3 separate regions of the Mus musculus genome follow, and regions 1 and 2 are each linked to region 3. A link is a contact called in public Hi-C and HiChIP or PLAC-seq data. All regions are on one chromosome and are shown on one strand. Each heading gives the region's core, a stretch centred on a gene start, on an enhancer-like site or on the middle of the called end of the contact. The rest is flanking DNA. Distances are from core to core; before and after follow the strand shown.

Evidence for each region. HiChIP or PLAC-seq counts read pairs in DNA pulled down with a chosen protein or histone mark. A called contact is a pair of places that touch in the nucleus more often than the background predicts.
Region 1: a contact with region 3 is called in a Hi-C map of liver, with 2.7 times the contacts expected there. The contact joins two enhancer-like sites. A contact is called at or near these places in 1 of 39 promoter capture datasets (macrophages), 13 of 484 Hi-C or Micro-C datasets (brown adipocytes, cerebellar granule neurons, cerebellum and 6 more), 6 of 115 datasets of contacts at active chromatin or transcription factors (cardiomyocytes, embryonic fibroblasts, embryonic stem cells and 3 more) and 3 of 9 other capture datasets (adipose tissue, liver and pancreatic islet).
Region 2: a contact with region 3 is called in a CTCF HiChIP or PLAC-seq map of the NIH/3T3 cell line, with 16 read pairs. The contact joins the promoter of Aldh18a1 here to the enhancer-like site in region 3. A contact is called at or near these places in 1 of 15 datasets of contacts at CTCF or cohesin (the NIH/3T3 cell line), 3 of 115 datasets of contacts at active chromatin or transcription factors (embryonic stem cells, intestinal crypt epithelium and intestinal villus epithelium) and 2 of 9 other capture datasets (adipose tissue and liver).

What each region holds. Positions count from the first base shown.
Region 1 is chr19:40,394,477-40,397,282 of GRCm38.p6, reverse strand. All of the region lies in intron 4 of Sorbs1 (sorbin and SH3 domain containing 1), which reads left to right. Among named protein-coding and RNA genes, the nearest start is that of A930028N01Rik, 99 kb to the right of the region's middle. Within about 2 kb of position 1,307, at least 51 of the 459 cell types and tissues checked have an H3K27ac peak or open chromatin away from gene starts, as enhancers often do. A contact at or near this core is called in liver, where this site is marked.
Region 2 is chr19:40,586,976-40,589,714 of GRCm38.p6, reverse strand. Aldh18a1 (aldehyde dehydrogenase 18 family, member A1) reads left to right here and starts at 1,252. Exons shown (of 19, transcript NM_019698.2): 1 at 1,252-1,405. Gm27042 (a long non-coding RNA gene) reads right to left here and starts at 1,183. Exons shown (of 4, transcript XR_386705.4): 1 at 1,096-1,183.
Region 3 is chr19:40,461,707-40,464,439 of GRCm38.p6, reverse strand. All of the region lies in intron 1 of Sorbs1 (sorbin and SH3 domain containing 1), which reads left to right. Among named protein-coding and RNA genes, the nearest start is that of Sorbs1, 51 kb to the left of the region's middle. Within about 2 kb of position 1,324, at least 55 of the 459 cell types and tissues checked have an H3K27ac peak or open chromatin away from gene starts, as enhancers often do. A contact at or near this core is called in the NIH/3T3 cell line, intestinal villus epithelium and liver, where this site is marked.

The DNA.
Region 1 (2,806 bases), core at 58-2,557, 67 kb after region 3:
TTGCTGCCCTCCTCCATTCAGTTCTTGTGAGCTATACTCTTAGGGTCTTGGGGCTGTCTTGGCTGTCTTGCACGTAGGGAATATTGAGGGGGGGCGTGCTGTGGGAGGGCTGCAAGGGAATATTTAAACTGGGAGCATGGGAGGGGCTTCTGAAATCCTGGGATCACCAGTTTCACTCTTTAAATCTGTATATAGAAGAAACTTTTATTAAAAGAGTTTGTGTGTGATGTTGGGGGGGGGAGGATGTGTGTGTGAGATACATCACAGCAGTAGTGATGGCTTCCCTCTGCCTTAGCTAGACTCACGTTTGGTAGGAAACAAGGAGACAGGTGTAACCTAAAGGTCATCAGAATGGCCTGCAATGGACACCGAGCCAGGATAACTGGGCTCCTGCCTCAGCCTCTGCACTTGAGAACAAAGGTAGAACAAGTGACTGAGTGATTGGCTGAAAACAGCACCCCAAATCTGCTTCCCACCCCAGCGCAGTCTCCCAAGTGATTGTAAGGTACAGTGAACAGGATTCCTGTGAGAAGTTCATTCAATCTAGATCTATGCAGAATTGTCGCTCCTGTCTCAGTTATTGTAAACATAGACTGTGTGCGTGCTGTGTGCCTTCCGAAGCAGCAGCAGGATGGACAGAATGGGCGCTGTCCACTTTCCTTCCATTCCTTCCTGCCCACTTGGCAATCCCAGTCACGTGGTGCTGAGTCAATAGTCTCTTATTTCCAAGCAGACCTACCCCGTGTCATTCTGTTTTCTGTGACTCTGAGACCCCTGGGCACAGTCCATTGGGGTTACTCTGGCACCATGCTGCATCTGCAAGGGAGGTTTGGTGATGTGCCTGTCATTGAGATGGGTGGTCTAGGCAGGCAAGAAATGGGGTCTCGGCATCCAGCGCTGTGTACTGGGGTGCTGTCCAGAGCCTTCCTCATCCACTTGGCACCTCTTTTCTAGCAAAGAGTGGGATTAAGCAGCACCATCTGTTTCCCAGCAGATGGGGGTCAGAGCAGGTACAGGACCCTAAAAGGTATGCTTTGAAAGAAGCAGCTTTGAGGCCTGAAGGACCAGGCAGTCTACAAGGGCATTCCCCCTTTTAGCTGCACTCAACCTACAGCCATGGCCCCGTCCTCAAATTCCCGGTTGTACAGCAGATGACCCACTGTTCCTAAGGGACACCTCGTACTCTGATTGTATCCCCCTTCCTCTACTTGCCAGGCCATCTGTGTCTCTGTACATCTCTGTCCAGCCCTGGCAAGCTCCCTGTGCCAGGGGCTGCCAATACCCATGGATCAACTCCATCTGAGTGATGGCCTCAGAAAGCTTCAGCCATCTTGGCCCAGAACCCCAGAGAGAGAAAGCAGGCTATTTTTAAGGACTGCATCCACGGCTCTCTTCATTGTTCTTGTGGCGTAGGCAGTTTCCTCCTATTGTCCCCACACAGTTCCTCGACTTGCCTGAGCGGCTCCCAAATGTTGTTTCTGGATGCACCGTTTACCCTCTTGTGTTTCCAACAGCCGACCCTTTCCGTGCTCGCTCTATATCTGCTGTTAAAATAATTCCCGTGAAGACAGTGAAAAGCCCTTCAGGCCTAGTACTCCCTCCAGGTATCTCTCTTTGGGGCTGTTTCTTTTAATTGTCCGATCATGCATGGTTTCTTTCCTTCTTTGCTCCTAACACCATACTGTGAGCCCTAATCCTCGCATGTGTAGAAGGCATTTCCTCTCCCTAAGTTGTTTCCTCTGTGTGTGCGTGTGTGCGCGCGCGCGCGAGTGTGCGTGTGCGTGTGCGTGTGTGTGGTCTGTCTGCAAGTGTGTAAGCCAGGGAGGAGTAAGGGAAGAGCCTGAGGCTGCAGCCTTGTCTTCCTTGCTTTAGAAGGCTTACTGTAGAGGCTGAACCTTCTTTGTAGTGGGGCTCTCTCCTGAGAAGTTTGCAACTCCCAATACTTCTGTGAAAACTGTGTTTCCGGGAGAGTTAGCCTGGCCTCAAACCTCTGAGTCAGGCTGAATGTGAAGCAGCTCCTGTAGATGTTGGATGGTGACTCCCCGTGTGATACTCAGGGCCATTTCCCAGAGCACTCCAGCCCCTCTCTGGCTTCGCCTGCAGTTCCTTCCTGCCTCTCCTCTCCAAGAGGTGGGGGGGGGGGTGTACATTTCTGATTCAAAGTTCTGTGTAGTCAGAGTGGGATGGGTGGAGCTCAGAAGTTGGACAGATCTGGCTATGCGTCCAGGATCGTACAGCTGGGCTGTAGATTTGCCAGTTTGCCTGATGTTCCTATGACCAAGGTTTGGCTTTCCTAATAGTTTTATAACACCAGTCACTTACTCTCTTGATGGGGCTAGGCGCTCCCTGGGGTTGCCATGTGGTCTGGGATGTGCTGTGAGTTTTGTGGTTTCCTCCCCATGGAAGAGGGGGTGTTGGGGGCAGGAATAAAGAGCAGGGGGAAAGGAAACTTGCTTTCTCATTACTTCCCCCCACCCCACCCCCAAACAGACATGGGCAGGGTGTTGAGTCCCACCCAAAGACACGCTGTAAGCTCCAGCCTCGCCCTCTCATCCTCATTGTGGTAATTTTAGATCAGGAAGCTGGACTCTGAGCAGTTTGGCAGGTGTGGGGATGTAGGAAGTAAGTGTGGAGTTGACTTGACTTAGCTGCATAGAAACACTTGGCTCTGTGCTCTGAGAAGTAGCGTGGTCTGTTCTCCTTCCCTGCCTCGTTACTGACTTTCCTGAAGGAGGGACACTCAGCCTGCTAAAGACAGCAGGCCTCTGTTAGCCACAGAGTCAGTTAGTTACAGTGAACCACAGTC
Region 2 (2,739 bases), core at 3-2,502, 130 kb before region 3:
ACTTTTTTTAGAAGCCCGGGTACCAGATCTAATCAGCGCCTGCTGTTTTGTTTCTCTTTAATGCCCCACCTCCCCACCCTCAACGTGCTCAAAATTTAACGCGTCCTGGCGCCAACACCCTTCCCAAAGCACAGATTTTCTCAGCTTCTTCCTAGATCTCATATGCCGACGCACATTTCATTTCAAAGAACTCCTCTTCCTGGTACTCAACCCTTAGCAAAAAGTGCTGTGAGCGCGCCTTCCTTTTTGCTCCCACGCCCCCTGTCGGCGCCTTTCGTCTGCTTTATTTCTTACAGGGCGCTTTGCAATAGGCTAACCCACTTCCCAGTTTCTACACCTCTGTGCTGATTTCCGACACAAAAACCTGATCATATCATTCCAGGGCTTTAGAAGTTTGGATTCACTGACTTGGTGACCCATAAGATTCAAAATCTTTGTATGGTGAGCTCCCAGCCAGATGTTCTCTTCTGCAAACCTATCATCCATGAGCGTGGATCTCTCCTAAGCTGAAACCTCCTTTTAGCCCTTCCCCCCACTCCCCCCCGCTCCCCGCCCCCTGCCCTTCCCCCCATACTCCTGCATCATGGACTGAGAAGTAGTGGTAAGTTCCCTTTAGTGAATTAGAAAATGAATGAATAGGCTCAGTAGCATTGTCAGGACTACAAAAGCATAAAGAACCAATTTTCAGCCACAGTTGACCTTCTCTAGACAATGGCCTCCCTGCAACGAACGGTGCTATGGGACGAGAACGTTGCCAGCCCGGAAGGAGATGATCTGTGTCCGTTATGCATTCAACTTTGGGATAATCAGTGGTTATTAATAATCAGAGATTAAACACACCGTCTTAAAATGCAGTATTCTTACCACCACCTTTGCTGAAAACACTTGGGCTGTTATTTTCGGGTAACTAGGTGCCAACTTGTTTTACCATGGTGCCAATTTTTTTCAATAGCCAGTCTTTGTTTTTGTTTTTGTTTTGAGGGAGACGGTCTTTGTTGATTCAATCTATTTCTAATGTGAGTCTGACATATAGACGATCAACTGTCAAACACGCTTTATGAAATCCATCAGCAACTAGAAGCCAGTCTTCCTTACCTTTCTGGGAAGCTGTCTGGGGAGGTTCCTTTCTGGGTGCTCGAAGCCCCGCCCCTATACTCTGCGGGCGCGGAGCCTGGGGATGGGAGGGGGCCGCCACGTGGAGCGTGGGCGCGATTCTCAGAAGCGCCTGCGCCGTTGCCGTGGCGTAGCGTGGGTCAGACCCGTCTCCCAACGTCAGCGGCGCTACGGGGCTTCAGTCTAACGCGGCTGACGCAACTCCGGAGAGCTGGACGTAGACGGAAGAAAAGGCGGAGGAGAGGGCGGTCGCCGCGAAGAGTGGTCCAGGGCTGGGGTCGGCGGCCAGCAGGTAGGTGGCTGGGCAGCACCGGGCAAGGGGTACACTCACTGAAAGGGGGAGATGCGGGGTGCAGCCGCGGGTCCGGAGGGGCGTGGACACGGGAGCCGGCGGCGGCGCGGGGCAGCCAGGTGCTCTGAGATGCTCATGCACAGCTCCCGGTGCAGGGTTTAGGAGGCCCAGGGATCTCTGGCCATCTTTTGGGTATGCTACCAGCGGAGGCTGGAGGACCCTGCAGCCTCTTCCTACCAAGTCCACAACCGGCTTCCAGGGCTCCTGTGCTGCGAGTAGTCATACACCTGGTGTGAAACCATCCACGGACGCACTCCCAGGGCCTGAGTCTGCAATTCTCTGTGGCTCGCGACCTGACATATGGAACCTGTACATAGGAGATTCTCCCTGCAGCCAGGGTTATTCCCGGAGACCCCGTGTGTGATAATTATCTCCTGGCACAGAAAGGGTGCGCTCAGATTCTTCACCCCGCACGCCATACCCCAGCCTTATTCCCCCACCCTCCGAAGCAACAACATTTATCTTTGAGTTTCTGTCTTTCTATTAAGTAGTGAACCATGAACTCAGCATGTGTTTTTCTGGGTAGTTTGTTGAGACTGAAGTTCACTTCTCTAAGTGAGATAAGAGCTCTCCGTGTGTTTGTGTCTAGTCACTTGAAAGCTGTTCTGAGTTAAAATATAAGAACTTCTCTCTCGATCACAGAGTCTCCACGTATATACCCTTTGGGCTTTTGCATCACCTGTCTGGTTTTTGCTGTCACAACAAACTGACTGGTTGAACAGTCGTTTGCAATATAAGATCTTGCCTCCCTGGGCCAGAGACAAATGGTAGACCTCATACCTCCAAGGATCTCAGACGTTCAGAGCTTTCTGTGCTTAGACAAGAGAGGGGTAAACAGTCTAGAACTATGCATGTGACCCGATCAGAATCTTTTCTGAGACAGGGTCTTATGTAGCCCAGGCTGGCCTAGAACTGGCTGTGTGCTGAGAACGACCTCGGGCTTCTGATCCTTTTTGCCTCTACTTCCCCCGAATGCTGGGATTACAGGCGTTTGCCACTAAGCACGGCTGTCCATCAGTGGCTCTTTTGACCTTTTGGTGTCAGTGAAGGAAGTAAGTGGAAAGGTTAAGAAATGTCAGTGCCTTATAAAAGACAGAAGAGGGGGGTGGACAATAGCCTTATCTGTGCACCCAGGCGCTTTCCAGCCTTGCCTTGTGTCACTCCCACGGTGATCTCAGGCCATATAAACCGTTATTATCCCTCATTTACAGATGAGGAGATTGAGTTGGCAATCTCCATGGCAAGGACAGCCAACACTTAGATCTATCCAATCT
Region 3 (2,733 bases), core at 75-2,574:
TGTTTGTTTTTCGAGACAGGGTTTCTCTGTTTAGCCCTGGCTGTCCTGGAACTCACTCTGTAGACCAGGCTGGCCGCGAACTCAGAAATCCCAAGTACTAGGATTATGCTTTCTCTTTTGTGTCCCGTGGGTTCAGGGAACCCAGAGAACCTCTAATTCCTGTCTCCTGGAAAGATAGGAAGTCTTGGGAAAAAGTGGTCCCTCTCAAAGGATGGCCTTAGTTCCATGCCAGGAACAGGTTTCTGAACAGGTCATACTTTTTATTGCATCATGGACTTTCGATATCGGATGAAAACTTTGGTCTCCTTTCCCGAAGGCGACAACAGGCTTTTTTGTAGTGAACCTTGTGCTGAGCCCTGTTGTGTGTCAATCCCTTCAGATCTCTGTAACTCCATGAGGTATGGGGTCTTACAGTGTTCCCACTTCCCTGGATAAGGAAACTGAGTCAGCCAGGCGGAAACAATTTGTCCATGGACAAATGTCTTCGCATATGATTTCAGTCCTGGTTTTAGCACTCCAGTTCCTGAGCCACCACGTGTGTGACTTGAAGGTAGAAATCCATCTCTGCCCCCAGGGCAACCTGCCTGTCGGGGAAGTAGAGGGAAGACAGGCTGCTCTCATCCTCTCTCGCCTTCTTCTGTTTTCATTGAACAGTTAGGTGAGTTAGTATATCGGTGTCTAAGTGTCCTTGTCTCCCAGGGATCCTACATAGTGACCTAATTGGCATTTCATATTTGATCGGGAGTCTCATACTGTGGACTGCCCTCTGTCCTGCTCTTCTGTGGATCAGGGAGCGTGGGCTCTGGTGTTATTTATGATGAGGACATTCTCACTAACACGAGTGGACGCCACTGCCCTGTAGTATGTCTGCAGAGTGGCCCACAAGTAAAAAGTATAGCATGCCCATAGTTCCATAAGAGCCTATGAAGATTGGTTTGTGAGCACTGACTGTGCTTGGCCTTTGGTTTGAAGCCACAGTGGATATTTTCTTAATGCTATCGCCATTCAGTAATAACAGATTTTGTCATATTTCATATTCCTTTTCCTATCTTCCTTCCTCCCTGCCTGTCTGTAATTCCCACAGCAAGTGTTCTAAATATTATAGTATTGTGGAACATCACTCTTGAATAAGAACTCAGATACCTGTAGTATGCCCTTGCTTTTTGGAGAACTAGAAACAGTCAGAGGGGTGCAGGAGCTTGCCCAAGGCCCCACAGCCCATCCACAGCAGGGCCAGAACACAGATCATCACCCTTCTCAGACCATGCGCTGTATCTCATTCCTTAACTCTTTGCAAGCAGATGCAACAGGGAGCCACTTTTCCCTTATATGGTTATATGCTCTCTGCTTCTTCCTTGACAGCAGAGGCTGGGTCAGTTTACAGTCTCTCCTTCCTCCTCTAACTGCCACCCCCACCACCTCAGGGCGTGTAACGATGGGCCTTTCGTGAGAAGACCGTCTCCAGAGTTCTGAATGGTGTTAGGCTCACAGGTCATGCTATGAGAACTGCTAACTTCTCAAACATGAGGGTAGATCCCTGCTGTCGAGTCGGAGACTTTCCTCTTTCTAAATACTGTTTTCTCCCATTTAGTATGGTGATGAGTATAGCCAAGCTAGGAAACTCTTGGAAGCCAAAGTGCTATGGCTGATTGATTAGTGGCTGCTTTGAGGTCCCTCTCCAGCAGCAATCTGTACAAAGAACACATTTTTAAAGCTTAGTTCAAGCTGGTTCGAATAGTGATGCCTAGCATGCCTAGGTTGCAGCTCACTAGCTCACTACTCCTCGGGACATACCTCTGGGGATGTTCATGGACTTCTCTGCTAAGGAGAATTCCATTGTGTGTTACTCAGCTCTCCTAGTTACTCTGCCTTCTAAGGACAACTGTCTCCCACTTAGCTCTGTTTCTGGGCTTCCTCATATAGAGTCAGAGCAATGAGTAGAGGCTGAAATGGATGGAGAGGGTCAGAGTTCCACGTGAATGTTGGTAAACAGTGGCTGTACTTGTTTCTGGAAAGTTCAGTACTTGTGTGAGAGGAAAAAGCAGCCCCCACCAAAGGAGGTAGAAGGGAGAGAAGAGGCTTTGAAGAGCAGACTGGGGTGGAGGTGGGATGAAGAACAGAGTCCTTGGAGGAGCACAGGCCAGCAAAAGGTAGAGAGAGATGTGTGGAAGACTTGAAAGATACCTTCCTGTGCATCAAGAATTTAGACTCTGGCCAGACGTGGTGGTGCACGCCTTTAATCCCAGCACTCGGGAGGCAGAGGCAGGTGGATTTCTGAGTTCAAGGCCAGCCTGGTCTACAAAGTGAGTTCCAGGACAGCCAGTGCTATACAGAGAAACCCTGTCTCGAAAAACCAAAAAAAAAAAAATAAATAAATAAATAATTTAGACTCTGGTACATGGAAGCCTAGGTGTATCTGGGTTTCTCCAGCATGTTTTTAGACTCTGGTACATGGAAGCCTAGGTGTATCTGGGTTTCTCCAGCATGTTCATTCAGGATGGTGGAGCTGACAGTTGAGTGGGTTTGGGAAATGTGTTGCATGAGGTCCCTCCCAGTGATGCCCTGTTGGAGTCAGCACCTGTCAGTAACATCTGTCACTGCCAGGTCACTTTCCTGCCTGTAAAGCCCAGAAACAAGGCTGAGGGTAGACTGTCTGCCCAGTGTTCATGACATGACTGCTTCCATCCTCAGTGTGGCATTGACTAGGTCTGGTGGTGTATGATCCGAGTCTGA